Regions from separate parts of the Mus musculus genome. Here regions 1, 2, 3, 5, 6 and 7 are each linked to region 4. Evidence: chromatin contacts called from public HiCAR-type, capture Hi-C and promoter capture Hi-C data. All regions are on one chromosome and are shown on one strand. Each heading gives the region's core, a stretch centred on a gene start, on an enhancer-like site or on the middle of the called end of the contact. The rest is flanking DNA. Distances are from core to core; before and after follow the strand shown. Region 1 holds the start of 2310022B05Rik (RIKEN cDNA 2310022B05 gene). Region 2 holds the start of Pgbd5 (piggyBac transposable element derived 5). Region 3 holds the start of Ttc13 (tetratricopeptide repeat domain 13). Region 4 holds the start of Ccsap (centriole, cilia and spindle associated protein). Region 5 holds the start of C330016L05Rik (a long non-coding RNA gene). Region 6 overlaps 2310022B05Rik (RIKEN cDNA 2310022B05 gene). Region 7 holds the start of Fam89a (family with sequence similarity 89, member A).

What was found. Promoter capture Hi-C pulls out the DNA fragments that hold promoters and counts their contacts. HiCAR-type assays count read pairs that join an accessible place to other places. Capture Hi-C pulls out chosen DNA fragments and counts their contacts.
Region 1: a promoter capture Hi-C map of pre-B cells shows a contact between it and region 4, with 3 times the contacts expected there. The contact joins the promoter of 2310022B05Rik here to the promoter of Ccsap in region 4. A contact is called at or near these places in 3 of 39 promoter capture datasets (embryonic stem cells, liver and pre-B cells) and 1 of 484 Hi-C or Micro-C datasets (embryonic stem cells).
Region 2: a contact with region 4 is called in a promoter capture Hi-C map of liver, with 5 times the contacts expected there. The contact joins the promoter of Pgbd5 here to the promoter of Ccsap in region 4. A contact is called at or near these places in 11 of 39 promoter capture datasets (the 3T3-L1 cell line, cranial neural crest, embryonic stem cells and 6 more), 6 of 484 Hi-C or Micro-C datasets (embryonic stem cells, liver, olfactory sensory neurons and 1 more), 2 of 115 datasets of contacts at active chromatin or transcription factors (pancreatic cancer cells and stem cell-derived neural progenitor cells) and 2 of 9 other capture datasets (adipose tissue and embryonic stem cells).
Region 3: a contact with region 4 is called in a promoter capture Hi-C map of embryonic stem cells, with 4 times the contacts expected there. The contact joins the promoter of Ttc13 here to the promoter of Ccsap in region 4. A contact is called at or near these places in 4 of 39 promoter capture datasets (embryonic stem cells, liver and pre-B cells).
Region 5: a contact with region 4 is called in a capture Hi-C map of embryonic stem cells, with 2.0 times the contacts expected there. The contact joins the promoter of C330016L05Rik here to the promoter of Ccsap in region 4. A contact is called at or near these places in 3 of 39 promoter capture datasets (embryonic stem cells, hippocampal neurons and liver), 1 of 115 datasets of contacts at active chromatin or transcription factors (large pre-B cells) and 1 of 9 other capture datasets (embryonic stem cells).
Region 6: a contact with region 4 is called in a HiCAR-type map of kidney, with 4 times the contacts expected there. The contact joins the enhancer-like site here to the promoter of Ccsap in region 4. A contact is called at or near these places in 3 of 39 promoter capture datasets (embryonic stem cells, liver and pre-B cells) and 3 of 115 datasets of contacts at active chromatin or transcription factors (kidney, large pre-B cells and stem cell-derived neural progenitor cells).
Region 7: a contact with region 4 is called in a promoter capture Hi-C map of liver, with 2.6 times the contacts expected there. The contact joins the promoter of Fam89a here to the promoter of Ccsap in region 4. A contact is called at or near these places in 1 of 39 promoter capture datasets (liver), 1 of 484 Hi-C or Micro-C datasets (embryonic stem cells) and 1 of 9 other capture datasets (embryonic stem cells).

The regions. Positions count from the first base shown.
Region 1 is chr8:124,662,065-124,665,768 of GRCm38.p6, reverse strand. 2310022B05Rik (RIKEN cDNA 2310022B05 gene) reads left to right here and starts at 2,400. Exons shown (of 4, transcript NM_175149.4): 1 at 2,400-2,921. The coding sequence starts at 2,586.
Region 2 is chr8:124,431,721-124,435,469 of GRCm38.p6, reverse strand. Pgbd5 (piggyBac transposable element derived 5) reads left to right here and starts at 1,534. Exons shown (of 7, transcript NM_171824.2): 1 at 1,534-1,671.
Region 3 is chr8:124,720,347-124,723,934 of GRCm38.p6, reverse strand. It overlaps Ttc13 (tetratricopeptide repeat domain 13), which reads left to right and starts at 1,963. Exons shown (of 23, transcript NM_001373939.1): 1 at 1,963-2,198. The coding sequence starts at 1,973. It overlaps Arv1 (ARV1 homolog, fatty acid homeostasis modulator), which reads right to left and starts at 1,769. Exons shown (of 6, transcript NM_001368372.1): 1 at 1,593-1,769. The coding sequence starts at 1,751.
Region 4 is chr8:123,857,150-123,861,031 of GRCm38.p6, reverse strand. It overlaps Ccsap (centriole, cilia and spindle associated protein), which reads left to right and starts at 1,564. Exons shown (of 3, transcript NM_001379289.1): 1 at 1,564-1,937. The coding sequence starts at 1,622. Gm9901 (a long non-coding RNA gene) reads right to left here and starts at 1,577. Exons shown (of 2, transcript XR_388182.4): 1 at 1,398-1,577; 2 at 534-1,162.
Region 5 is chr8:124,457,829-124,461,597 of GRCm38.p6, reverse strand. It overlaps C330016L05Rik (a long non-coding RNA gene), which reads left to right and starts at 1,498. Exons shown (of 3, transcript XR_879349.1): 1 at 1,498-1,973. It overlaps Gm30209 (a long non-coding RNA gene), which reads left to right. Exons shown (of 3, transcript XR_388195.2): 3 at 755-888.
Region 6 is chr8:124,640,350-124,644,145 of GRCm38.p6, reverse strand. All of the region lies in intron 2 of 2310022B05Rik (RIKEN cDNA 2310022B05 gene), which reads left to right. Among named protein-coding and RNA genes, the nearest start is that of 2310022B05Rik, 21 kb to the left of the region's middle. RefSeq lists an enhancer at 1-1,234. Within about 2 kb of position 2,360, at least 1 of the 459 cell types and tissues checked has an H3K27ac peak or open chromatin away from gene starts, as enhancers often do. A contact at or near this core is called in kidney, where this site is marked.
Region 7 is chr8:124,750,279-124,754,237 of GRCm38.p6, reverse strand. Fam89a (family with sequence similarity 89, member A) reads left to right here and starts at 2,372. Exons shown (of 2, transcript NM_001081120.2): 1 at 2,372-2,698. The coding sequence starts at 2,429.

The DNA of each region.
Region 1 (3,704 bases), core at 1,151-3,650, 800 kb before region 4:
TGAGCACTCGCAGTTCAGGAACACTTCTTCAAGCATCGTCTGTGTTATTAAGAGTGGGTAGCAGAGATAAAACCAGGAGCTTAGGGCCAGTGTAAAGAAAACGTGTTCCAGTCCCGTTTAAATAACTGCAGTAATACCAGAAAGACAGCACCCCAGGTTTGCGGCTTACACCTTCTCATCCTGAAAGACGCAGCTGGCGTCGCATGGTTTTGCTTTTCTCCTTTCTTCAGTGTGTTTATTTATTTATTTCGAGTCATAATCTTCTACTGTAGGCCAAGCTGGCCTGGAACTTGCTGTACAGTTCAGTTTTGTTTCAAATGCATGATAATCCTCCTGCCTCAGCCTTCCCAAAGTAAGGATCACTGGTATGAACCACCATGCCTATTTTGTGGCTGGCACACACACACACACACACACACACACACACACACACACACACAATTGGAGACAAATTGTTATGTAATGTAGGCTAGCTTTGAACGGACTGAGAATGGATTTGAACATCTGATCCTCTTTCCTCGACCTCACACAAGTACTGGGATCTCATCTGTGAACCATGCTTGGATTTCAGGGCACTAGGGATGGAACTCATCTTTGTGCATGCTACTCAAGCACTTTATAAACTGAGCCACATCCCCAGTACCTGATAACAGTCTTGGTGGTTGTACTGGCTGGCTCTATGTGTCAACTTGACACAAGCTAGAGTCATCAGAGTCAGAGGAGCCCTGTTTGAGGGAATGCCTCCATGAGAACCAGCTATGAGGCATTTTCTCAATTAGTGATCAAGGCGGGGAGAGCCCAGCCCATGGTGGGTGGTGCCATCCCTGGGCTGGTGGTCCTGGGTTCTATAAGAAAGCAAGCTGAGCAAGCCAGGGGAAGCAAGCCAGTAAGCAGCACCCCAACATGGCCTCTGCATCAGCTCCTGCCTCCAAGTTCCTGCCCTGTGGGAGTTCCTATCCTGACTTCCTTTGGTGATGAACAGCGATTGGGAAGTGTAAACTGAATGAACCCTCTACTCCACAACTTGCTTTTTGCTCATGGTGTTTTGTTGTAGCAATGGAAACCATAACTAAGACAGTGGTGATATATTTTATTAGAGCCTGACACATTTGTGACATTCCATTTATATCAGGGAATTCAAGTTATTTCTGCACTTGCCTTTAGTGTTAGACAAGGGCTACTTTAGAGACAACTAAGCCACGGTTGGTATTTAGTTGCTTTTCAGAATAGGACACCATGCTTACCTGAGACCTGTTAGTCTTGTGAAAATCAGGGAGTGGGATGGGGCCACAAACATCCCACAGCCCTGTCTTAAACTTTAATCGTGTGGTCTCAGCAGCAAGCCTGACCCCTTTGGGGATACATCTGCTTCCCTGTGGGAACTTTCCATCCTCTTCAGTTTGTTTGTAGTCAGCAAACCTCCCGGAGTTCTTATGATTTCTGAGATTCCAGGATTAGCTTGGCCATTTTTGGAAGTTTAAGCTTTTGGGTTGTCCCCTCACTTAAACTGATGGAATACAGGCTCCTTACGCTGACCAGCGTCTGCTGCTGACTAGAGTTCTTTAATTCCTGCTTAGGATTTTTTTTTAAAGAGTGATTTTTAAAGACAGAGTCCTGAGATTTAATAGACTGGTGTGTGTGTGTCTGTGTGTGTGTGTGTGTGTGTGTGTGTGTGTGTGTGTGTGTACTGCTGCCTCACAGTGGCAAGCATCAGAAAGCAAGGGCTTTGAGGGTTTGAAGAGGCCTTGGTGTGTAGCTCTTCTGAGAGGGGGTACTTCGCTCACACTGCATGCTTTTAGCAGGGGTCTTTCTTTCTGTGGGGATAATGGTACCATATAACCCAGGTTGGCCTTGAATTTGCCGTGAGTCTCCCGCCTAGGCCAAAACAGTGCTAGTATCCCACGCTGATGCTTCCATGCCAGGCTTAGAAGAAGTTCCACGGGCGGGAATCCAACCTCCTGGTTGACAACTGGTGGGTCAGTGCCCTAGCCTAGCCCCCGGCTCAGTGTGGTGGATCGCCCAGCGAACAGAGCGCAAACCTGAAAAAGCAATGAATGCCTGAGAGCGCAAAGGAGAGAGGATGATTGAAAGCCAGGTTGGGCACGTGCAGGAGGAAGTTTCCTTTGTCATCAGTGCCACGTGGCGCCATGGCGGTCTTCGCCCTGAGTTAACCCCTGTGGTCATCTCCAATCTCGGCGGCGCTTGTATGGGGGACTCTGTAGCAGCCCCAGAGATGCCCTAGGGTCCCGGAAAGCGTCCTATGGAGGAGAAATTGAAGGGCCATAACAGGAGGAGCTCGGGGGCGGGGCTCCAGTGGGGGCGGGGCTCCAGATGGAGGCGGGGCTTCAAGTGCCGACCGGGCTCAGGGACGATTAGTGGTCCCGACCGGTACCAGATGGGGCGTAGGCGGCCCGTACGAAGGGTGTCCCGGGAAGGTCTGGGGGCGGTGCTCAGCCAGGGGCGGAGGAGGAGGGCTCAGCGGGTGGGGTAGGGACGGCGCTCCGGGAGGAGACGGAGGCGGAGCCCCGGGGCGGGGCGCGGGCGGACCGGGAGGCGGCGCTCCGACCGGGACGCGCGGGCCGGGTATGGCGTCGATGGCGGCGGCGATCGCGGCCTCGCGTTCGGCCGTCATGAGCGGGAACCGGCCGCTGGACGACCGGGAGCGGAAGCGCTTCACCTACTTCTCATCGCTGAGCCCCATGGCCAGGAAGATCATGCAGGACAAGGAGAAGATCCGGGAGAAGTACGGGCCCGAGTGGGCGCGGCTGCCGCCCGCGCAGCAGGACGAAATCATCGACCGCTGCCTGGTGGGGCCTCGCGCCCCGGCGGCCGCCGCCGATGCGGGGGACGTGCGGGACCCGGCGCGCTTCCCTGGCCTGCGCGGGCCCACGGGCCAGAAGCTGGTGCGCTTCGGCGACGAGGTGGGTGCGGCGGGACGGGCCACCCAGGGCGGAGTGGCCGGCGAGGGGGAGTTCAGAAATCTCCCGGAGAAGGGACCTTTAAAGACAAAGTGGGAACAGTAGAGAGGAAACCAGCGAGCCTGGATGAGTGTACGACGTACAGCCTCAGTTTTCTGATGTGAAACAGGAAAAATGTCTATAGTTCCTGATCACTCAGTGGCCGGCATGTGTTAAGTATAAGGACCTCAGTGGGGAAGGTGGGACTGCCAGGCACCGCTGCCCTGGGGTACGTCCCTGGTAGACTACAATGGAGAGAGTGTGTTTGGGTTTGACATGTGAGCCCCGGTTCCCACCCAAACACAGAGTAAGTTTAGATGCCTCCAGCAAGCCTGATTATCTAGCCTGGGCTCTAGACACTGGGGGAAGAGAAAATAACTACTTAGAATTGCTCCCGGCTGACCTTGCTCTTGAGGCCCAGGAGTCTGCACTATTCAGAAACCTGGTGGTTTACCAAGAGATGGTTTCCCTGAAGCCCTTTGTGCCACCAGAGTATGGACTTGGTACCTCAGGGACTCAACTTTGTTTTGGAGGACAAAATCGGTAGCAGCTAGAGTTCTGAACGTCCATTTAGGTGGAGGCAGGGAGGAGAAGCTAGGAGAGTTTTGTTGTTGTTGTTGCTGCTGTTGTTTTTCTGTTGGAGAAGTTGTGCCAGGCGGAGGGAATACCAGTTAAGGATGAGATTTCAATCAGGTTTTTTCAGGCCAGGTATCCGTCAGTGTTTGTTACTACAGAACGCTTGTGGTC
Region 2 (3,749 bases), core at 285-2,784, 570 kb before region 4:
TTGTCATGGATTCAAGCCTGTGCAGAGACCTGGTTTGCAGGTCACAGGGTCTGGGCACAGGCAGACGTGAGTGAAAATCTCAGCCAGGGCAGATGGGTCCCAGCACCCTTTTTCTTAGAAATAGAAACCCATTGTCTTCCGTTTGTGTAATTATCATTTACTACACCCAATAGGGGTCTCAAGCCCTTCACATCTACTTGGATTTATTTTATGTCGGAGTGAAAGTGACTTTATGACCCAGTTACCATTAATGTGACTTATTGCATTATGTTTGAGAGGAGGAGGAGGAGAGAAGACATTCTGATGAGGGGAGGTCGGCCAGCCGGCCTCATGCTTTGCCCCCAGAAGAGAGGAGACAGACTCTGCTCCATTGTTAGATCTCTGAAACCCTGGCGACCAGCTGTTTGTTTCCTGATCATATAATCCTCTTCCAGATGTGCGTTGTCTTAGGCCTGTGCAAGTGATACCAGGGCGCAGGTGGTGATAGTTCTCATGGAAGCAATTTTGAGTTCAGAAGATGTGAGCATCAAAGGACTGTGAGAAATGACGAGCCACCTCATTCCAGTGTTGCGGTCCTTACATGACAGTTGTTGGAGGAGAGACTGTTTTAGTGTCTGACCCAGGTTCCCAAAAGAGCAAGGTTCGGGGAAGCTAGAAGGGCAACCTGAAATTCACAGGAGTGCTGGGCGCAGCCTCGGCTGGCCGCCCACCTGGAGCGTGTCCGCAGAGTGAATTTCAGAACCGCTGGGCGGACAGCTCCTCGGAGCCGGGCGCGGCTGCGCAAGGGGCGGGCCAAAGAGCACGGAGCACCGGGACCCGCCTCCCTCCCCACGCCGGCGAGCGGCTATGAGCTTATGGGCGGGGCTCCTCGCGACTGACTGCCCTAGCGTCACGCCCCGAGGAGGCAGGGCGACCTGCTATCCCCGCCCCCGCGAGGCCGGCGCTCTCTATTGGCCAGCAGCTGAAGGTGCTGGAGGCGGGCCCGGTCCACGGCTCGCGCCCGGGAAGGTCGGCGGCGCAACGCGGTTGCCGCGGGGAGGGTGCGCGGGGACGCGACGGGGCCGGGCGCGGCGGAGACGCAGCGGGTGGGGGCGGCGGCGGCTCTGGGCAGCGGCTGAGTCTCTTCCCGCCGCGGCCGCAGCCAGCGGCGCCCGAGCTCCAAGGCGCATCCCGGGCGCGCGGCCCGAGCGGCCAAGACGGCGGGCCGGCCGGGCGCGGGGCGGCGCGCGCTGTGCTGCGGGCTGCGCTGGTGGGGAGCCACGGGCCGCGGCGGGGGTCCCGGGCCCGGCGTGTGCGGCTGGGAGGCGCTGTGGGGTGTGGGCGCGCGGGCGGCGGCCGGGGCTATGGCCGAGGGCGGTGGGGGCTCACGGAGGAGGGCTCCGGCGCTGCTGGAGGCAGCCCGTGCACGCTACGAGAGCCTGCACATCTCGGACGACGTGTTCGGCGAGTCGGGCCCGGACAGCGGCGGGAACCCCTTTTACAGCACCTCCGCAGCCTCACGCTCCTCCTCGGCCGCCTCCTCGGACGATGAGCGTGAGCGCCCCGCGCCTCCGGGGACCGCCCCGCCATCCTACGCCGCGGATCCCTTGGAACTCGAGGAGGACGAGACCGGTGGGGGCTGGAGCGCCGTGCTGAGGGATCGCCCGTCCCCGCGCTTCGAGGACACCGGTGGTGAGGATCGACCGGGGACACTGGGGTGCAGGGACACACAGGGCGCGGTCTGAAGGCTGGAGCACGGGCCAGACTGGTTCCAGACACACCCGACCTGCACCTGTGTGTTTCTGGAAACAGCTGGTTTGGGGAGCAGGGATTAAACAGAGAGGGTCCTACTGCACAGGATGGTGGTCCCAGGTTTCTCGTGGGTGGAGACCAAGCCAGCAGCACTTTGCCAGAGGCTTTCGGTCGTCTGGCAGTGTCACACCTGTGGGGTCAGTAAAGTATGGCTCTTTTGGTGGAGGGGATCCAAACGCCTGGCACGGCTGAGGCTGAGTCCTTTGCAGTACGCAGGATCTAGGTGTCAGGGGTCAGGCCAGTCGCAGCTGAAGCACATAGAGAGCCCAGAGCCAGAGCATATCAGCATCTTCACTGCTCTCTGTTTTCCCGAGAAACTTCCTGTGGTGCCAGTCGATCTCTAGCTGAGCACCGGAAGGAGCCAAGGGTGATTCCACTGCGTTAGGGAGTGTTAGTCCGAGTTACTTTCAAGGTGTGTAGACCAGACTCAGATTATCCGGAGGCGACTGGAGTTGAGCACAGCCACCCTGCTACTCTGAGCCCTCAGCTGTTGGCTTCTGCAGAGTCTAAAATAGTGCTGCTTTGCAGCAGCTTGGTCAGCTTCTGCTTTCTGAGATGTGGAAACTGCTTTCCCATATGATCCTCAGTGCTGCTGTTCAGGCTCCATGGCTTCCTAGCAGCCAGATGTTACACCATATATTCTGTGAAGTGCACACAACCAGTGTGAATGGGCACCAAGGAGTGCCCCTTTGCATAGTCTCTCTCTCTCTCTCTCTCTCTCTCTCTCTCTCTCTCTCTCTCTGTGTGTGTGTGTGTGTGTGTCACTCACACACACACACACACACTTTGGGCAGTGTACATGACACTATAGCTATTGTTCCTCAAGATTGCAGGTGCACAGGAGGTAGGCTCCAGGGCCTGGGTATGGAAACGTAGCTGCAGGGAGCTGGCAATGGGAAAGGTTGGCCCAGCCCTGGAGGGAGTGTTCTGCAACCTTGCCAGGCTGCGGTGTGGATGGGCAAAGTTGCATCTGGATTGGAGGGTTACCATCACCATGCAAGGTTCTAAGTGGGTACATTTTAAAACCCAACCATTTGGCTGTGGTTTATGGTACTCTAAATTGTCCTCCTATATGCCACCCTTCATTTCCCAGTGTGCCTTAAAGGCCTCCTGCCCTGGACAGCTGCTTTCCATATTGGATGTTGGGATTGTACCAGCCTGGTGCCCTGGTTTGTCAGTCTTCGTGCTGTGAGCCTTTGTGATCCTGTGTTGATCTTGCAGCACTTAAGATGCCTACTGTAGATGTCTACAGAGGAGAATTCGGCAAAGCTGAGGTCACAGGGCAAAATAGGGATGTCGTGCTGGGCTTAGTTTAGATGAAGGGTCTGGTATTGAGAAGGGTAAACACACAAAAGCGATTTAACCAGAACTTTCTTTCTTAGTAATGTATAAGTCAAGATGTTCAGAAGCAAAGCCCTCTGTCCACTGTTCACTCTGTCCACTCCCAGCCTGAAGTCCAGGATTGCCTGCCACTGGCATTAGGGTCATATCCTCCTTTCTGATAGTGCCACTGAGTTTGAGCCTGTTCCTGAGAGTCACTCAGAGGTTCCTTAGGCAAAGGCATTAGCGGCTATTTGCTGGTATTTGTGGCCAGTGTTGCTTTTCTGCTTTAGGAGCGATCCTCTCGTTTAAATTTAGATCTACTTTAGAATTTCCTCTGTGGTACCCGCTACCCAAGGGAAACACGGGGAAAGGGGAGAGGGACAGAGTTGATGGCTTGTTGAGCCCAAGGAAAGTGATTTATCAGAGCTTAAAATAGATTCCTGATTTCCAGGTTGGTCAGAAAAGATCCTTGAGCCCAGGAGCGTGGAGAGAGATGGATGTGTTTATTAGGAAGTCGGTTGCTGCAGCGCTCAACCAAGAGGTTCAGCGTGCTAAGCTACAGCATCCGGGGCGCTCCAGCAATTGCTGCTTTACATCTCCACAAACGCTGCCTGAATCTCTCTCCCTTCTGTGTG
Region 3 (3,588 bases), core at 714-3,213, 860 kb before region 4:
TACCAGTGAACTGGTAGTTGTGCTACCCTCTCAAATGTCAATCTCTAGCTGGGCAGTGGTGGCACACGCCTTTAATCCCAGCACTTGGGAGGCAGAGGCAGGCGGATTTCTGAGTTCAAGGCCAGCCTGGTCTACAGAGTGAGTTCCAGGACAGCCAGGGCTACACAGAGAAACCCTATCTCGAAAAACTTAAAAAAAAAAAAAAAAAAGTCAATCTCTCTGTCAAAATGGAGGCATAGAGGCTAACATTTTTTCAATTACCTGTGAGTTAAGAGCAAGCACTCTTAGATGTCGAGCCCAGGACGGAGGCTCTTCCCAGATCCCCTTTTTCTGCACAGATGTGGAGGTTATATCTCTTCCCCCAAGCCCAGAGATGCACCATTAGTGCCAAGAGAAACTGTTAAAATGGCAAGTCCCTCTCTGTCTTTTAAAAGCTAGCTAAATCCCACTTCTGGACAGTATCCCAAATGTCAGGACAAGGAGGCAGACAAATTTGGAAGCAGGAGGGGAAAGACCAGCATCAGGAAACACAAAACTCCTCCTATTCCTTCGGTATCACTTATCAGCCAGATGTTCGTGCTGTAGATGCGACAGGACAAGAGCTCTCCTTCCCCAGAACTTCATGGGCTCCAAGAAGCTAATCACCTGGAGCCACTCACAATCCTCTAACCTCAGGGACCTGACAGTTTAGAAGGCTAAGACAGCATGCCATCTTGCCATCTGAAGACTGTTACAATGAGAGGCAGTGACCTCTACCCAAAGAACCTCCTTCTACTACCCTGTGTCCATCCATCCTCACATAGGGAGCACGCTGACTTCCTCCATCAGTGGACCTGATGAATCAGTGAGTCCTTTCCCACCAGAACTCTCTCCACTGCTTCCTCCTGCCTTCACTTAAGAGTATAAAGAGGAAACACACAGAGAGACATTCATTCTCTCCCTCCCTCTCTTTCTGTTCTGGACCTCCTGCCTCCATCTCCCAATTGCAGGGATTACAGGCGTGGTGCTGGAGCCGGAATCTAAGGCTGCCCTACATGGCGAGCAACATCCCCGGCCGTGGTAAATGCTTTCCATTTCGGTTAAATTGTTGTATTATTTACTATTAAATTGACAAGTACCCCGATAAGACACAGTTTTCTTCTAAGAACTCTCTACAGTACCAGACCTCAAATACTGCTTCCATCTCCTCAGGATCAACAAGAGAATGACACGCTTCCTGCTACAATTCCTATTTCCTTAGTGAATCACATCTCTCTCCATCACTCGTTTATTCGCTTGAGACACACACTCTCTCTCTCTCTCTCTCTCTCTCTCTCTCGCGGCAATCGAGGCTGGAGTCCAACTCGTGATTCTCCTCCTGCCTGGCATGCGAGTGGAGTGCTGGAGTCATAGAAATGCGCCACCACTCCTGGGTGCCACAAGTCTTAGAACATCTATGGCCTAGGCAGTCTTCAAGCACATCCTTGCTTTCTCTTTCACACCATCACAAGGACCACTCCTCCCCCACGTGCTCAAGCTCCCAGGCCTCGCCCCGGACCACAGCAAGTTCGGATCCGCCTTCCTAGCCGCGCCCCGCCCCCCGGCGCGCTCACGCAGATGGTTATCTTGAGCACGCCGTGGCTGTAGTCCCGGTACAGCTCCTGAGCCTCTCGGTTGCACTCGATACAACGATACAGGCAAGAGGAAGAAGTCGCCGCTGCGCCTTCCGTGCCTTTCCCGGACCGCGTCCCCCTACGCCCGCCGGTCCCCATGGCCACTCTAGGGCTCCTGCTTCCGGCCGCTGGCGGAAGACGCCTGGACTGGCCTTGGGAGGGGCACCCAAGGGCTTACTGGGACTTGTAGTCCAAGCGCTGAATGAGTGCTTGAGGCTAACAGGGCGAGGACTACAACTCCCAGCGGGTACTGCGGCTGCGCGCCGCGCCCACCTGCCCGCGGCGGGCAGAGCAGGGCCGCGCCTGCGCCGTGCGGGAAGATGGCACCTGCCGGCTGCGGCTGCGGCTGCTCGGGCAGCTTGGGTGCTGCGGTGGTGCGGCCGCTGCTCCTGCTGCTGGGGGCGCTGGCCTGCGCGCGGGCCACCGAGCACTACTCTCCGCTGTCCTTGCTGAAGCAGGAGCTTCAGCACCGGCAGCAGCAGGAGGCCCCGGCGGGCGGCGGCTGTCCGCAGTCGGGGGACTGGGCGGACCAGTACCCGGAGTGCGGTGAGTGGGCCGAGCCGCCCTCTCCCTGGGCCGCCCCTGCCCAGCGTGGAAGCATCTGGGAAGTGGGGGCACCGGGGATGGGCTCAGGTGGGCGGCGGGGATAAGGACCTGCCTGGAGGGTGCCTGCTGGCGTGCACGGGCCAGGAAGTCAGACTTCTTTCTGCTTGCTCCGGTAGGTGATTTGCCCGATCCCCACCTCAGGAATCCAATCTTGAGAGGTGCAAGCAGGTTGGATTTGCGGGGTGACATGAGCACTGACCCGTGCTCCTCAGATGTACCCCCAACGGTAGAGAGAGAGCTTCAGGCCTGATTCCTGCGTGCATTCCAGCTGCTCAGGCTCATTCATTGGTCAGGCTCTGGGCAAAATGCACATGCTCTTTCTGTTTTGAGTTGTACAGTGGGCGTTTTTACCCATCAGTACCCTCTCCACTCTCCCTTCCCCTCAGTGGGTGTCCCTCCGACTTGCCGTGGGGAAGGTCTGGGTCTTCTATACCTAGTAGCAGCTGGCTGATAATGCCTTTTAAAACATCCCACCAATGTTCAGCACCATATGCCTACCCAAACACTACCTAGTTTCTTAGCTGAGATGCAGTCTCAAGATTAGTGCAATCTGACTTCCTTTGAGCACCATCTGACTTCTTGGAATGGCTTTTGGACTTATTTTGTGTCTTGGCTTTGCCTCCCAACACTGTTGCAGCTGATGTGGCCAGCATTCCTTAGTGAATCGAATGACCATTGTTAATGTCACCTCCTGATTCAGGGCAGGGGGTTACCTGTCTGTGAACTTGTCTGTAAATAGGAGACTCCGTTTACTTGACTATGAGGTTTTGTTTTTGAGAAAGGGTCTCTCTGAGCCCAGGCTGGCCTTGAACTTGCATTTACCACGATCCTTCTCTACAAACCCTCCAAGTTGGGCTTACAAGTGTGAGCTTCCATGCTCAACTTTACAGACAGATTTTGTCTTAACCACCAAAGGCTCTTAGTAGGAAATGCCTCTCTTCTGTTTGTCCCAATCCTGGACGATTACATGGAAGTTGGACTCTGTGACGCTTACCTCAGGCACCTGTCCTAGACTGTGGGGACAAATTCAGGACAGGCAAGTAAGCGTGTCATAGCCGAGGGGCTATTCTCATCAGTATTTACAGCCCCCATACCACCAACACAATGGTCTGCTCTAGATATCCAGAACCTCTCAGGTCTCACAAATCAGACAGGTCTGACCTCACCACGAGGGCACCTTTGGAATACCGTGGTCACTTTCTTACCTGCCCACGTCAAGCCAGACTCTAGACTTGGGGCAAAGAGCTGCAGCGTTATTCTCAGGTGCCAGTTGCTGAGGGGTAGATGCCTGCTTGGGTCTCAGTGTGCAGCTTACTTGCTCAGGCTCAGT
Region 4 (3,882 bases), core at 315-2,814:
TGAGGAGGTCCCGAGGTTTGTTGACGGGGAGGGGAAGGGGCCTGGCCTCTGTGGGAATCTCAGCAGCGGCTGTGGTCATTTCTGTCTCCTCCAGAAACAGTACCATCAGACTAATCAGTTCAGGTTCTCAGAGCAGCCACCTAGGCTGTGAACACCCTTCAGCCTTAGCGTCCTATGTTCAGAACGGGTCCAGGCAGGTGTAGACACATGGGAATAGTTCAACTGAACTGCAGAAATCCCAAAGTGATCTGCTTCCTGGAAACATCCCGCTGGGACCTACTTTTTTTTCTTCCTTCCTTCCTTCCTTCCTTCCTTCCTTCCTTCCTCCTTCCTTCCTTCTTTTTCTTTCTTTCTTTTTTTTTTTAGTGTGATCCTTCCTGGATGCCTGTCCTTTCAAATCTTTCTGCAGCGATTGCATCAATGCTTCCTTTTACAAAAGCCATCTGTAGAGCAGGATTGCAACAGTAACAACCCTGCGACCCTGTCCATTAGAGCCCAAGCCAAACATTTGCACCAGGTCCTTGAGCAGGCCCTAGGCTTTATTTTATTTTATTTATTTATTTTTACAAAAGTTGGCCTCTAGTAAGTTATAAAAGGCAAGGGCAGGTGAGGCGGCTCATACCTGCTAATTCCAGCACTTGTGAGGTTGGCGGAGAAGGATCAGGAGTTCAAGACCAGCTTGGGCTCTGGAATGAGTTCTAGACCAGCCTTGGTAACATGAGATTTGTCTCAAAAAGGGGGCAGAGGAGGGAAATGTATTAAAATAGCAACATCAACAACATCATTAACAACAACAATAAAAAAATCACTAAGGCCTGAGAACCCGGGCGTTGTGAAAAGAGGAAGGAATCGGGACACAGGATTTGGTCCTCGGCTAGGTGTTGGTTGCTCAGGTTGCATCTAGAGCTGAAGCCTCCTCGCGAGGCCCCCAGTAGCGAGTGGGCGAACGAGCTGGGGGTTCACAGCAGCGCCCCAGGCGCGGGCGCAGGAGCGGGCGGGGGCCCGGCGGGCGCGCGGGGAGGTGCAGGCTTCAGGCTAGGGCGGCGCCTTCGTCTCCGGCTGCTGTAGGACCGCGGAGCCACCGCTCCATCGGCGACATCTTGGTGGAGGACGCGCAAGGAGAAACGCTGTTCGCGCTATAGCTGCTGCGCCACGATCTCAGCTGACCTCCGGAGAGCGGAGGATAGAACAGGCAGGAGGTAAGGACGCTGCTCCTAGAGTCCCCGACTCCTCGCCCAGGAGGGTGTCTGGGGACCTAAGATCCCCTGTCCCGTCACCTTGAGTCCGGTGGTCTCCACCTCTACCGAGTGGAGCAGACCCCTGGTGACCACCTATCATTCCATCTAGATAGGTCGCGTCGCCTGGAATCCCTCCTGAAACCCCGCCCCCGCTATTACCTGAACTAGGGGCCTTCCCAGCCCGGAACTCCGCCCCCGCTAGGAACGCCCTCTCCCAGAAACACCCGTCACAGACCCGCCCCCTCTCCGCCCCTCCTTGCCCCAGCCTCCGCCCTCCAGTCCGGGCGGGGCTCCGGGTTTGAACCGCGCGGCGGGCCGCGCCTCTGAGTCCGTCGCACCCGTAGGCGGCAGCGCGGAGCAGGCAGTCGGCGGCGCGCGGCACCATGTCCCCGGGCAGCGGGGTGAAGAGCGAGTATATGAAGCGCTATCGGGAGCCGCGCTGGGACGAATACGCGCCGTGCTACCGCGAGCTGCTGCGCTACCGCCTGGGCCGCCGGCTGCTGGAGCAAGCGCACGCGCCCTGGCTCTGGGACGCCTGGGGCCCGGACAGCCCCTCGGACAGCTCGGCTTCACCCAGTCCGGCCCCCAGGGGCGCGTTAGGGGAGCCCTCGGCGCCCTCCGCGCGGGAGGAGGAGCAGCCGGTGGGGGAGCGCGGCGCGGAGCTGCGGGACGCGGAGGAGCAGGACACAGTGTTACCAGGTACGGGCACAGCGCGTTGCTCCGTTCTCAGCGCTTCCTGTTTTGGTTTAATTGGGGTTGACAGAATCCGCTTGCTGAACTAAGCGGGGAAGGTGCGGGCCGCATTTCCACCTTCCCACCCCAGGTTTCCCTAATTTGGTGACTCTTGGCGGAGCCCTTTATGACCTCCAACTCATATGACCCTGGTTGGGGTCCTTGGTCGCAGGCAGTGGCCCGCTCAGTGAGCCCTCGATCCACCAGATGGCGGATCTGTTTGTTTCTGCGCATCCTGTTTGGCGAGAGGAGCTTTTCATTCCAAAGATGACCGACTGAAGTTAAGAACGCCCGAGCTGTCATAATGGGGTCATGGTTGTCAGTGTGAACGCCTTGAAGGCCTGGTCTCGCTGTCTCTGAAGAATGGTATGCGTTTGTTTGTGGACGAACCCCTCTTTGTATACGCTGTGAGCCACTTTCCCGCCGTTGCGGAGTGGGGCTGTCAGCAGAGAGCCCTGGGGTTTGCCTGGACTCAGGGCAGTACTTCAGTACAACTGTAGATCACTATGGTTGCCAGCCACCTCTCTGAACTCTTCTGAGAGTCCAGTGGTGAAAAAGTTATTTCTCAGTGACTGGTCTAGGAATATGTATTTTCTCATTCGACCTTCAAAGTCATATGATGGGCCCTTTGTTTTTAATCTCAGTTTTGTAAACAAAGCCATGGGAGCTTGGGATCCATGGTCGGAGTCTGAAAGGGTCGGATTTCCCTGCTCTTGGTTACTATGTTTGCCTATTCTCAGTTCTTGCATGGCTGGGCCGCCTTGTGTCATCTGGTCGCTTATGACGACCATTCTGATGCTTCAGTGATGTGGTTAGAAATTAGGGAAAGTGGCAGAAGGTGGTGGGGGCGGTGAGCATGTCTCCCAGGTATTAATATGAAAACTGAGCCCTTGCTAACTGTGAGGTTTTTTTTTATTGGGACGAGCAAACCTGCTTTTCCTTTCCCACTGTGGTTTGAAGAGGTTACCTGCTATCTATCTGTGTGTTCCATATGAAAACCTGACAGCACTTTAGTGGGCTTCGTGCCGAGTTCATGATTATTTGGGTTTCCATGGAGATACAGAGCCCTCCCCAAAGATTTGCAAAATTCCTGCTAAAATTTTTGGTGTGTAGGCATTAGGGAAAATAGATGTGTCCCGCTTTCGGGATTCTCCATCCGCAGCTCTTTTGCTGGCTCCTGCGGGCCAGTGTCAATGTGAGAAATGTTCCTGACAGATGCATTATAATGCTAGACTGGTGAGCCACTGATTCACATTGCTCTAAAATACATTTGCCTTATTTTCACTGAAAGGGTTTTTGTTTGTTTGTTTTGTTTTGTTTTTCAAGTCTTTGTTTTTCAGAGTTTCTCTGTGTAGATGTGACAGTTCTGGAACTCACTGTGTACACTAGGCTGGCCCTGAACTGGTCCACCTGCCATTGCCTCTTGAGGGCTGAGATTCAGTGTGTGCCACCACTGCCCAGGTGCAAGGACTTTCACATGAGGAATCTTGTGTCTCCATGAAACGAATGACATGGTGCTCCCCCTCCCCCCAGCAGCTGTCTACTTGTTAGGTAACCTGCTTCCCGCTCCTCTGCTTTTTCCATTTTCCTTTTTGGGGTACTGAAGATTGAATTCAAGACGTTGGGTATGCTAGGCAAATGCTCTCCCACTGAACCCCATTCCCAGCTCCCTTTGTATCTTTTGTTTTGAGACAGGGTCTCAAACAAAACTAAGCCACACTCTTAAGCCACAATCTTGAATTTCCTCTGTAGCCCAGGCTGGCCTCAAATGTATGATCCTCTGTTTCAGTCTCTTGAATGGGTGGCTGGTATTATTTTTATTTTATTTTATTTTATTTATTTATTTATTTATTTTTTTATTTTATTTTTTGAGACAGGGTTTCTCTGTATAGCCCTGGCTGTCCTGGAACTC
Region 5 (3,769 bases), core at 249-2,748, 600 kb before region 4:
TGTAAGCCACTTATTTCGGATATTATCCTCTATTTTAATATTGTTAAAGATTGCATCCTTCAACAGTAACAGTGCGGCTCTTATGCTAATAAGAAACAAATGCACACCAAAGGGTTTATTTTGTGTTCTCTTTAATCTGAGAAACAATAGCAGGTCACAACTCATTAGAAGGAAAGCTCCCAAGAGCGTACACACACAGAGCCAACGAGCGACGTCAGCACGAATCGCTTAATAAATGAAAAACTGGCTCCTTTTGTGGTGGCAAAGGAATCAATTATGCTTCCCCTGGGGGGAAATGTCATCGTCCTGGTTAAACCTGTGTGTTTTAGATGTGATGAGAAAGAAGCTCAGCTCAGACCTGTGACCCCAGCGCTGAGAGGCGGAGGCAGTTCCAGATCAGCCCGGGTACAGTGGGAGACCCCCCACTCCCTGCCCCCTAGACAGTGGAAATAAGTTTGATCTAGTGGTAATAAACCAGGGAACCATGTAGATTTTTCTATTCAGCTAAAGATAGCCCCTTTTGGGGTACAGGGAAGGTGTCTCTTTAGGGGGAATCTCAGAGAATCCCACTTTATTACTTAGAAGTACAAAACCGAGAGAATGAACCTATATTACAGGGGGTTTATTAGATTGGCTTACACAGCATTAGCTGGGCAGTCCAGGGACAGCTGGTGCATGCTAGGGACACAGAGAAGTAGGCTTGCTGCTCAGCCCAATGCCAGATGCTTTAGCAGCTCCAATCTGTCCGTGAAAGCCTGGAGGGGAGATGCCAGGACAGCCACTGTTGTGCAGTCCACACTGGAGGACCGGGACAGCTGTGTTCAGTTGTCAGGGAAGGAATGCAACTGCACTGGCCATCAACAGAGTTGACATACAACCAGCAAGCAAAAGTGGGTAAGCTTTTCTGGGACTCGAAGGGTCTTCCCCTATTGCTTAATCCTATCTGGAACCCACCCCCACCCCCACCCCCACCCCCAAGACCCACCCAGCATGCCTCTTGGTTTCTTCTAGATCCATCTTCTAGATGATGATACCCATCATACCCTTCAAGGTCTTGATGCTCTGGCGTAGGGGTGGAAGGCAGGAAAGTGGCCATGACCTTCCAGCTCCTGCCTCCTCTCAGTTGCTACTGCACCATGTTTAGGAGTAATGTGCTTTAAAATATGATTTTTTTGTTGCTAATATATTACATTGGTACAGTAATTTACTACAATGTAACAACCAATATCAATATGTTATTATGGGTTAAAGTCTGTAATTTATCCTGATTCCCTCAGTGTCTCCTTTAACTGTTTTGGGACCTTCTCTACCCCAACCTTCTGCACAGGACAAAACCTCTGTCACCACAATGTTATGGTCATATATTACTACTGTTAAGCAATATTCCTTTGTATCATGGTCGGTTTGATTTTATTTGGAGATTTGTCTGTTTTATGTATATGGGTGTTTTTCCTACATGTATGCGCACCGTGTTTGTACCTGGTGCCCATGGAAGCTAGAAGAGGGCATCAATTCCCCTAAAGCTGGGTTTACAGACTTCTGCGAGTCACCACGTGGGTGCTAGGAATTGAATCCAGGTTCTCTGGAAGAGCCGTCAGTGCTCACAGCGGGCTGAGCCATCTCCCCAGCCCTTGAGATTGTTTTCAACGGTAACTTGCCACAAATTGGAATCACCGGGATAGGGAGATCACCTGAAGAAGAGTCCGGATTGCCTGGGCCGAGTGAGAAGACCCACCTGAATGTGGGCGGTGCCTTCTGGTAGGTGGAAGGGGCGTGGCGGAGAAAGATCACCTGACCTTTGTACTTGGCCATTGCTGCCGCGTCTGCTCCTAACTCCTTTGCTGACACCAGATCAAGCATTTCCTGGCTTTCCTGGGAGACTAGGAACCGGAGGTTCTCTGAGGACCTTCTGAGCTGCCACAGCACACTGGGACTACTGGACACCCAGTCTCAAGCACCATGTAACTAATGAGGTATCTTAGTTTTTTTTTTTTGTTTTTGTTTTTTTTTTTAAAGCTGTGTTGAGGGTCAATATGCAGATGTCCAGATCGATTGTGTATTGCCCATATCAAAAATCAATGTGCACAGTGATTGTTATCAGTAGGAGTTTTACTACTATCACTTGTTTTAGTGCTGGGGATGGAAGCCAGAGCTGGGCGAGCTCTACTGAGCTGCACTGAGCCTCATTCCCAGCCCTGCCTACAATTGCTAATACAAGAAAGAAGTTTCCACTCTTCTACACAGTCAGTCGTGTGACTTTTCATCTTGAACGTGAGGCCAATCTTCCTGAAGATGCCAGAATAAGAAAGAAGCTGGGGCTGGAGAGATGGCTCAGCAGTTAAGAGCACTGACTGCTCTTCCAGAGGTCCCGAGTTCAATTCCCAGCAACCACATGGCGGCTCACAACCATTTGTAATAGGATCCGATGCCCTCTTCTGGTGTGTCTGAAGACAGCCACAGTATACTCATATACATAAAATAAATCTTTAAAAAAAAGAAAAGAAAATATTAAAAGTAGAAAATAATAATAATTATTATTCTATCTAAGCCAACAGTGGAACAGAGCTCATGTGACCCTCACAAGAATGATCTATGGCTCTGTTCTGCAATGGCCTCCCTTGATCACCAGCAGGGCTGGGAAGGCTGCAGGCTTCCTGTGTTTCCTCTCGGGCACTCCCCTTTGCTCTCTTTCCATGACTCCTGTGATGCCCACCACTGGGCTTTCCTCATGTCGTCGTGTCCCAGATAATAGATGTGATGGCCTGATGGGCACCATCAGCGAAGCTGGACTGAGGTACCAGAGACCCCTGAGTTCACAGACCAGAGGCAGCTTATAACAACCAGCTTTGGGAACGGCTGGTGGTCCAGGGTCTCTACCTGCTGGCCATGGAAACAATAGGCGCATGCGCTCTCTGTCTCAAGGTGGGCGTGGCACAAATAGGCCAGCTTAGGTTTCTCCTTGGCAAAATGATCGGAGGCTTCTCCCTCCACTATCACCCTGCTAATAAATATCTCACAACAGCTCACTAATGATCGACTGGAGCGTGAAGGAATGGCTGAATGTACATAAGTGTCTGGCTCAGAGCATGTTCCTGTCTTAAACGCTGCCACCCATTCCTGGACTCATAATTCCAAAACGGAGCAGACGTTCCAGACTGTTCTTGCCCTTTGCGCCATGGATGAACGTGGATGTAATTCACAGGAGCTTCCCAGGAGAGTCAAGAGCGAAAGAGGGAGACGGGGAGGAAGGACAGAAAGGGACTGTCCTTGGGGTCTGTCTAGGCATGGGATTTTCAGGATCCTAATCTCCCATTTATGAAAGTCCCTTAATCATGATGATGACTATGAATAGGTATGACATAGATAATATGTTGATAGATATGGATGATTGGTGCATAGACAGATGATAGATATATAGAGATATTATATACTGATGATAGATAAATTGATAGCTATAAACAGATGATTGATTATATAAATATCTCATATATAAATATAGACAAATAATAGCCGGTAGTTAAATAGTTAAATGACAGCTATGTATATGTAATGGCTATAGATGTAGATAAATGACAGGTAGATGATCGATATTGATAGGTGATAGATGATGGGGGATAGATGGCCATTGGAGCGTTATGCCTCATGATCAAACATCATTCGCCCAGGATCATGTTCACCACATCTTCTATTGTACAGCAGAGTAAAATTAACTTATTTCCAAACTGTAAACCCAACAATTTGGACTGAGCCTTTCTTCCATGCTGTGAGA
Region 6 (3,796 bases), core at 1,111-3,610, 780 kb before region 4:
CAGCTGCCAAGCCAAACAGTCCTTTTTAGCGGCATGCACTCCCCGCCCCCCTTTGCTGAATATCACACATTCTTCTCCAGTGAGTGGGTCATAAAAATAGACGCTGGGCTCTGTCGTGGTCTTGCTGTTTTTAGAATGGATAGAGCCAGCTGAGTCCCCGGTTCCCCACATGGGCTGACTGACCAGGTTGTAGGGAAGTCAGGAGCCCTGGGCGTGGAGAGCAGGCGGGTACTGCCAGAGGCTGAGCAGATTCTTGTCTTCTTCTTCTGTTTCTGCCTCCAAAATCACAGAAGGCAGTCAGTTGAGCCCCGACTCTCTTCCTGCAGCCCATGCCATGACCATGACCTAGTGGCCTCTGTCCCTCCCAATCATCGTCTATATAGTGTCCTTCAGCAGGGCTGGCTCAGCAGCCTGGGCACTGAAAGCAGGCCATACCTCCTTCCCATTCCTGAAGAAGACATGTTTGGAAAAGCTTGTCCGTGGCACGTATGGTCTTCCTGTTTTCACCTTGGTCTATGTGGGCCCCAGGGGGAAGTGGCCTGGTCTGGCCTTCAAAACCAGTGCTGTCTGGAAAAGTCGGGTGAGCTGCCACGGTGGCTCTTCTGTAATGAGAAAGGAATAGTGAATCTGTTCCTCACGTCATTTCCGTGGAGAGTTTCCCATGGTGCCACATACTTAACACGTGTTCAGTCAACTGAGATTTCTGTACCGTTCTCCCCAAGTCTGTGGTGTGAAGTCAGCTAACTTCTGTGTCAGGAGTTGAGGTGTGGGTGTGGTTGTAGTTAGCCTGAGGCCTTCCACCAGGAGCTGGGTTCTTTCTTACCTTGCTCAGCACCCTGGGGATTTAGTGCCTGTTTCCTCTTCGTGGACCTGTGGGCAGACTGAGCCTGGAATAGGGGAGCTGGGCTATGGGTACACCTCTGGGCACTTCCTCTGGCCCCCAGGGCTGAATCTGTGATGCTTCCCATGGGTTCCATACGCTTTCACAGCGTCTAGGGAGGGGGCTTGGGTCTGCCAAAGCTCTGCCCTCTTCATCTTCTGTGAGCCTGGAATTATCCGGTTGTGTCAGTAGCTGTGAGAGACAGCTGTAGAGTCAGTTTCCAGCAAGCCATGATGGAAACCCCCAGAATGGGGACTTGGGGTCACTCGTGACCTTGTGGAGCCCATTCTTTGGTTCATCAGCTGAACCAACATAGACAGGGACAGGGAACAACTTTTCCCCTCCTCCTGACCAGCTACCAGATAGTATTTGAATACCTTCTCTTCTTTTGGAGGAGCAAGGAGGAGGAGATGGGCTTGTTAGAGGAGACTAGTCACACTTTATGTGCAAAGTTAAGGATCGAGAAAGGGAGGGGGCAGATGGGTTAGGATCTGCTGCCTCCTATCCCTTCCTCCTCCTCCCCTTCCTCCTCCTCCCCTTCCTCCTTTCTCTTCTCCCTCCTCCCCTTCCTCCTCCTCTCCTTTCCTCCTCCTCCTCTTCCTCCTCCTCTCCCTAGTGCCCCCCTTCTTGCTGTTTTTTTTGGGGGGTACAGGGTGTTGCTGTGGCTTGTTGGCCTGGTAACTTCTATGTAGCCCAGATTAGTGTCAAACCTACTTCAATCCTTTTGTCTCCACCTCTTGAGTGCACTGTACCTGCCCTTTCTCTTTTCTTCTCTTTACTTTTTTTTTTTTTTTTTTGAGACAAGGTCTCTCTGTTATGTAGCTCTGGCTGTCTTGGAACTCATACAGAGACCAGACTGGCCTCCAATTCACAGAGAGATGTGTCTGCCTCTGCCTCCTGAGTGCTGGAATTGAAGGTGGCTTGCACCACCATGTTTTCTTGTGTTTGCCTCCAAAGTTCCCAAGGCAGGTAGTTACCTCCACCTGGCAACACACCCCGTCCAAGTTCACCTGATCACACTCCAACCCCGAAGATGATGGGAACAGATGTCATTTAGGCAGTGGCACAACCTCAGACTCCAGTCCTGGTTCTCTCCTCAGTATCCGCCCGCCTGCCCGCCCGCCCGCCTGTCCGTCAACACTTGGCTTTGCAATCCACAGTCCTCTAAGCAAAGATCCCAGATCTCAGTGGGGGGGGGGGGGGGCAAAAAAAAAAGCATGGGTGTGTCAACCTGCTTTTGGGTTGTGAGCCTTCCTCCACAATTTCCAGATCAAAGTCAACCCCACCCCTGAGTCCTGGGCCACTTCCACACTATTTTTAGCAGGTTGCTTACTTAAAGAAACTGTTATGCCTGTCTGTGCCGAGCGTCTTTGTGTCCTACTAGGGAATATGGGGGGTGTTCAGAATGCTATACCCAGAAATGATCCAAGGCCGAGAGAGTTGGCACATGCCTGTAATCTCATGATTCAAGAGGTAGAGGCTGAGGGATCCAAAGTTCAAGGGAAGCCTTGGCAACGTAGAGTTTGACGCTACCTTGGGCTATCGGACCCAGTCTCAAAAAACAAAACAAAAAGCAACCAAACAAAAACCTGTAAAGTTGAAACCGATTATGAATGAATACATGCAGGTCGTGTGATGGACAGGACCCTACCATTTCCATGCTCTCTGTCCTTGGTGGCCTCTGATTTTCAGCCCTGCACCCAGGCCTTGGAGTCTCTTGGTCTGGACTAAAATCCCAGCCTCTAAAAGTAGCGCTACGGAGAGATGTGGTCACAGTCCCTTAAGGTAATGTTACCGAATGACATGTCCACAGCCCCTAAAAGTAGTGTTGCAGGGCCAGGAAGATGTCGGTAGATTCTCTCCCTGCAAGTATGAGGCCTGCCATGCTGACAAGCGCTTGTTTTCCCAGTGCTGCCGGCATAGAGACAGACAGAACCTGGGGATTGAAGGCCATCCAGCTTAGCCTCTTAGTGAGTATCTGACCAGTGAGAGCGACCCCTATCAAAGAACAAGAAAGCTATTATAGACTGTTTTCTTGGGGAAATGTGAACAAAGGTCTGTTCACCCCAAATAAGGAACCAAGCGCAGACCAAAGGAAGGATACTGCCAAAGTCCAACTTGGTGAACCGTGTGTTTTATTGGGAGTGATTTGCAGGAATATGGATGGGGGATCACTTATAGGAGCAGAAATGACTTGGTGACAGCTGCAAAAACCCACCCCAGCATGAGTGACAGCTCACCAAAGCTGGGAACCTGGAGCACAGTACATATCTCCCATTTAGCTCAATTGGTCTGAGTCATATTTATTTGTTCAATAGCATCTCTCAGCAATCCTCCCTGCTTATATAGGCTTGTGAGGGAGGAGCCTAGTAAATTTGGTCAGTTTCAGGGATTTCCTAAAGCTATTGAGTTGTTTACTTCCTGAGTCTCAAGAAGATTCCTTCTAAGAGGAATTTACTATACAACACTGGCTTCTGAGGGACATACTTGAAGTTTCGTCACACACACACACATACACACACACACGTGCATACACACATACATATGCATACACATACACACACATATATACACATGTGCACATGCACACACACACACGTGCATACACACGTACATATGCATACATATACACACACATATATACACATGTGCACATGCACACACACACACGTGCATACACACATACATATGCATACACATACACACACATATATACACATGTGCACATGCACACACACATATATACACATGTGCACATGCACACACACATACACAGAAGTTGTGAAGACCTGGATGATGCTCAGGCTGCACTGAAGAAGTGACACCCATGTTACAGACCTGACAAGGCCACACCTAACATGTATGAGAATATGGCACAAAAATGAAGTTATGGGGGAAGGGGTTATGACTGACTTT
Region 7 (3,959 bases), core at 1,123-3,622, 890 kb before region 4:
CCTGTGATAAGCATGAACATTAAAAACAGGCCCTAGGAGGAGACCTGGAAGAAGGCCCAGTCAGTAAAGTGCTTGCCACATGAGCTTGGGAACCTGAGTTTGAATTCTCCAGCACCCAGAAACCAGCAGTGGGGAGACAGAGACAGAAGGACCCCTGGAGCTTGCTGGCCAGTCAGTCCAGCTGATTGCTAAGCTCCAGGTGTACTGAGAGCTCTTGTCTCAGATGACCTTATTTTGACCCCTGGGATCCACACAGTGGCTTGCCTAAAAGCTGTCCTCTGACCCCTGCATGTGCACATACACAAAAATAAAATAACAAAATAAAATACAGCAGAAGACAACTGTCACTGGTATGCACACACACACACACACACACACACACACACAGCTTGATGGCATAGCTCAGTGGTGGAGGGCTGAGCTTTCCAGCAGATAAAAGCAGTATTTAGTCCCTGACATGGCTATGTATATAATAAATAAACAAAGCAGGCAAGCAACACTGACACTCCCCATGGGTGTCAAAATATTTGGTCAACTGTTGCATAATTGTGTCTGTTGATTCATGTAATCCTTATCAGAACTGAATAAATTCTGTGGAGATTTCTATCCATCTCAGGGTGTTATTTGCTGAATATATATATGTATACACACACACACCAAGGGCCCCAGACTGTTTTTAGCTGGTCCCATACTCTTTCCTTCAGCTTCTGTCTCCCTGACAAGGAGAGACTTTAAGGTGACTTCAGTGCCGATGTATTCAAATGCTTCCTGTTGCTCCGTCAGCTTACTTGACCTTTCTGCTAGGTCTTCTAGAGAGGCTGTGGTAAGGTGGCAGGTGATAAAGAGAATTCAGGCCAGGTTGTGAAAGGCAGGTCTGTTTCCTCCCCTCCCCTCCCTTCTTCCCTTCCTCCCACACAGACAATCTCAGACTCCCCAATTGCTTAACAGGTAGATGATGAAGGATGGCCTAGGGTTTGGGAAGGTGGCTGGATAATTACTGAAGGTGAGACACTGGATTACTGGGAAAATACTGGGCAGGTAGGTAGGTGGTCTCCTGGGTGCCCCTCGGATCTCACTGTCTGGCTGGATTCAACACTAACTTCTCAGATTGATTTTCGGGGTGGGTTCCACGCACAGCAGAAGAAAGCCCCCAAAGCAAGAGGGCACATTTATAGAAGGTATCTGAACTACCTGAAACATGTTCCTGCTGGATTAATTCAGAGTCATTCAGTCCCTTTATAGTTAGACTGAGTAGCCATTGGCATCGAAGTTCTTGATATTGACTCTAGGTTTCTCTGCTATTGGCCAGACTTCTGTTTCCTCATCTTGAATCTGAGCCGGTTACCTTTTGCTAAGGTTTGAGTCTTCCTGGAAGGGCGAATTCTCTCCCTGATCCATCTCTCTTCTCTTCAGGGTGTACTTTTACTCAGTTTTGCTGAAGTTGGTGAAGTCCCGAGATTCAACGTCTTTCTCTAACTCCCTGAGATTTCACTTAAAAAAATTCCACCTACTTATTTTAGTGTGTGCACACGCGCGTGTGTGCACATGTCATGAATGGAGCGTTTGAGTCACTACTTGCAGGAGACGGTTTTCTCTTTCCACCAGGTGGGGCAGAGTCCTTATTCCCTGTTTTAGATAGGGCTGAAAGACAAGTTGGTTCGTTTCTTTAAAAGAGTGAGCAAAGTGTGGCTGGCGCTCTCCTTGGCTGCTGAAGTTCGGGGAAAACCTTGACGCTCACAGAGGAGGCAAGCTAGGCCTCGTGAATGAGTACTGTGTGCGGTTCTGGCTGCTGCCAGCACCTGCGATCATCACGCCCACGCTAGGGCGCAGGCAGCACGGGGTGGGGTCGGTGCGGGGACTGGACCCCTTGGTAGATAAAAGTGGTTTCAGTGGCTGGTCAGAGTGAAGCCAGAGAGACCAAAATCATCCAGCCAGAAGCGTGGACAGGGAAGGGAGTAAGAGCCCATCTGGAGTGGAGGACGGAAGACCGCTGGGGCCAGGGGTGCAGAATGGCTGGTAGGATGGGCCTGAGGCTGGAGGTGAGGCTGAGAGAATAGCGGAGGTGACCAGCTGGAGGTGGGGTGCACAGGACTGGAGGTGGGACACAGTGAGGTGGAGACCCGCTGGTGGTGTGGCGAAAAAGGGAGGGGACTTGCACGTAGGGTTCACAGAGCTAAGACTTAAGGTGTCCCCGAGGGCTAGTCCGGAGCGCAGATGAGTGGAGGTCGAGATGGAGGCCAGGGGGCCCTGCAGGGCGTCGCCTCACTGCAGCAGCACAGAGCCGAGGAGAGGGGCGGGTCCCGAGAGGGGCGGAGACCAAAGGGCCGGGCAGCGGGCGGAACTCGGGCGGGCGGGAAGTGGGTGGGGACCCGTCGGGTTCCAGGGACCTAGGCTAAGCTGCGCGCGCGTGTGTCGGCGCCCCAACGAGATGAGCGGAACCGGGTCCGCCGGCATGGCCCGGGGGCTGCGCGTGGACGGGCTGCCACCGCTACCCAAAAGCCTGAGCGGGCTGCTGCACTCGGCGGCGGGAGGCGCGGCGGGTGGCTGGCGGCACCTGGAGCGGCTGTACGCTCAGAAGTCGCGCATCCAGGACGAGCTGAACCGAGGGGGCGCGGGCGGCGGCGGGGCGCGGGCGGCCGGGATGCGGACCAAGCCCCCCAACCTGGACGCCGCGCTGGCGCTGTTGCGCAAGGAGATGGTAAGGACTAGGCGCCGTGAGTCCCGTCGTGGGACACTCTCTTTTGGTCCCTGAAAGCCCGGACTCCCCTCTAGGGCTTCCCACGGCTTCACATCACCTCCGGCAGGGCAGCTTCAGATGCTGGGGTTCTCCCGGGCCAGGTCAGGGCGCGGCGAGGTTCGCCTGCCGGGTCTCAGGAGAACAGGCTTCCTGTGCGCCTGCGGGTCAGTGTGAACAACAGATGGGTGGCCGGGCCCCTCCCCGGCCGCCCTCCAGGAATCCGATTACCGGCGCGGAAGCGGTACTCGGCCGGGTGAAGTCCTTATGTCTGGTCACAAACAATGGGTTTAGTTTTTTTCTCCCTCCTGCGAAGTGGAGTAGGTGTTCCTGCACCAGGACGCACGATTCAGGGTGATGCCAGGGCAGAGATTTGGGCCGCAGGGAGCTCTTTCCCAGGTTGCTTCCTGTGGCTAGCCAGGTAGGGAAAGACCCACGCAACCCACCCATCCAAGTTCTTTCCCCTAGACTAAGATCTTCTACCCTGAGCCTAATACATCTAGCGAATTGCATTTGCTTAGATAAATCCATACTTAGTGTGTTTACAGCCTAATCATGAATGGCTGAGTGAAATAAAGAGACTGGCCCCCCAAGTGTTTGAGGTATTTTTTTTTTCTTGCATAAGACGCAAGGCGCATGGTGACTCTTGGTTGTGAAGCTCTGCTTTATAAACATGCTAGGGAGGCTTGGGAGCCCAGCTACATTCCCGAAGGTATTTCCCAGGTCCCTCCTGCTATGACTAAGGTACAGAACCTTATAATTATGCCTTGGGCGGTAGCTCCGGAGCTCAGCTATAGGAAATGAGCTGCTGTCACTCTGCCTGATAACAATGTTAAAGGTAGGGTTTGGCTACAGGCCCTGACAGGCCTTCTCAGAAAACCATCACGAGGCTCTTCCGTCTGTCTGGTAGCTAGCTGTTCAAGAGACTTACTGTCCTGGGGGAATGGTGAGGTTTCCGAGACAGTTCACATCTCGCTTAAAAATAGTCGTTCATTCCAGAGCCTTCTGCAGAATGTCTGTGTCGATCTATTTAATTTGAGGGCCAGAGGTCAAATCTGTGGTGGGGATATAATTCATGTCGGGACAGAATGTGACAAGTGCCAGAGAAAGGGACAAAGCACAGAAAGAGGGCGTGTCCCCCAATACAGTGGGGACTTCTCTATGGAGTCAGGGAGGTGGGAAGGCCGGAAGTGACCGGGAGAGAACTCTGAGATTGCTGAGCTGA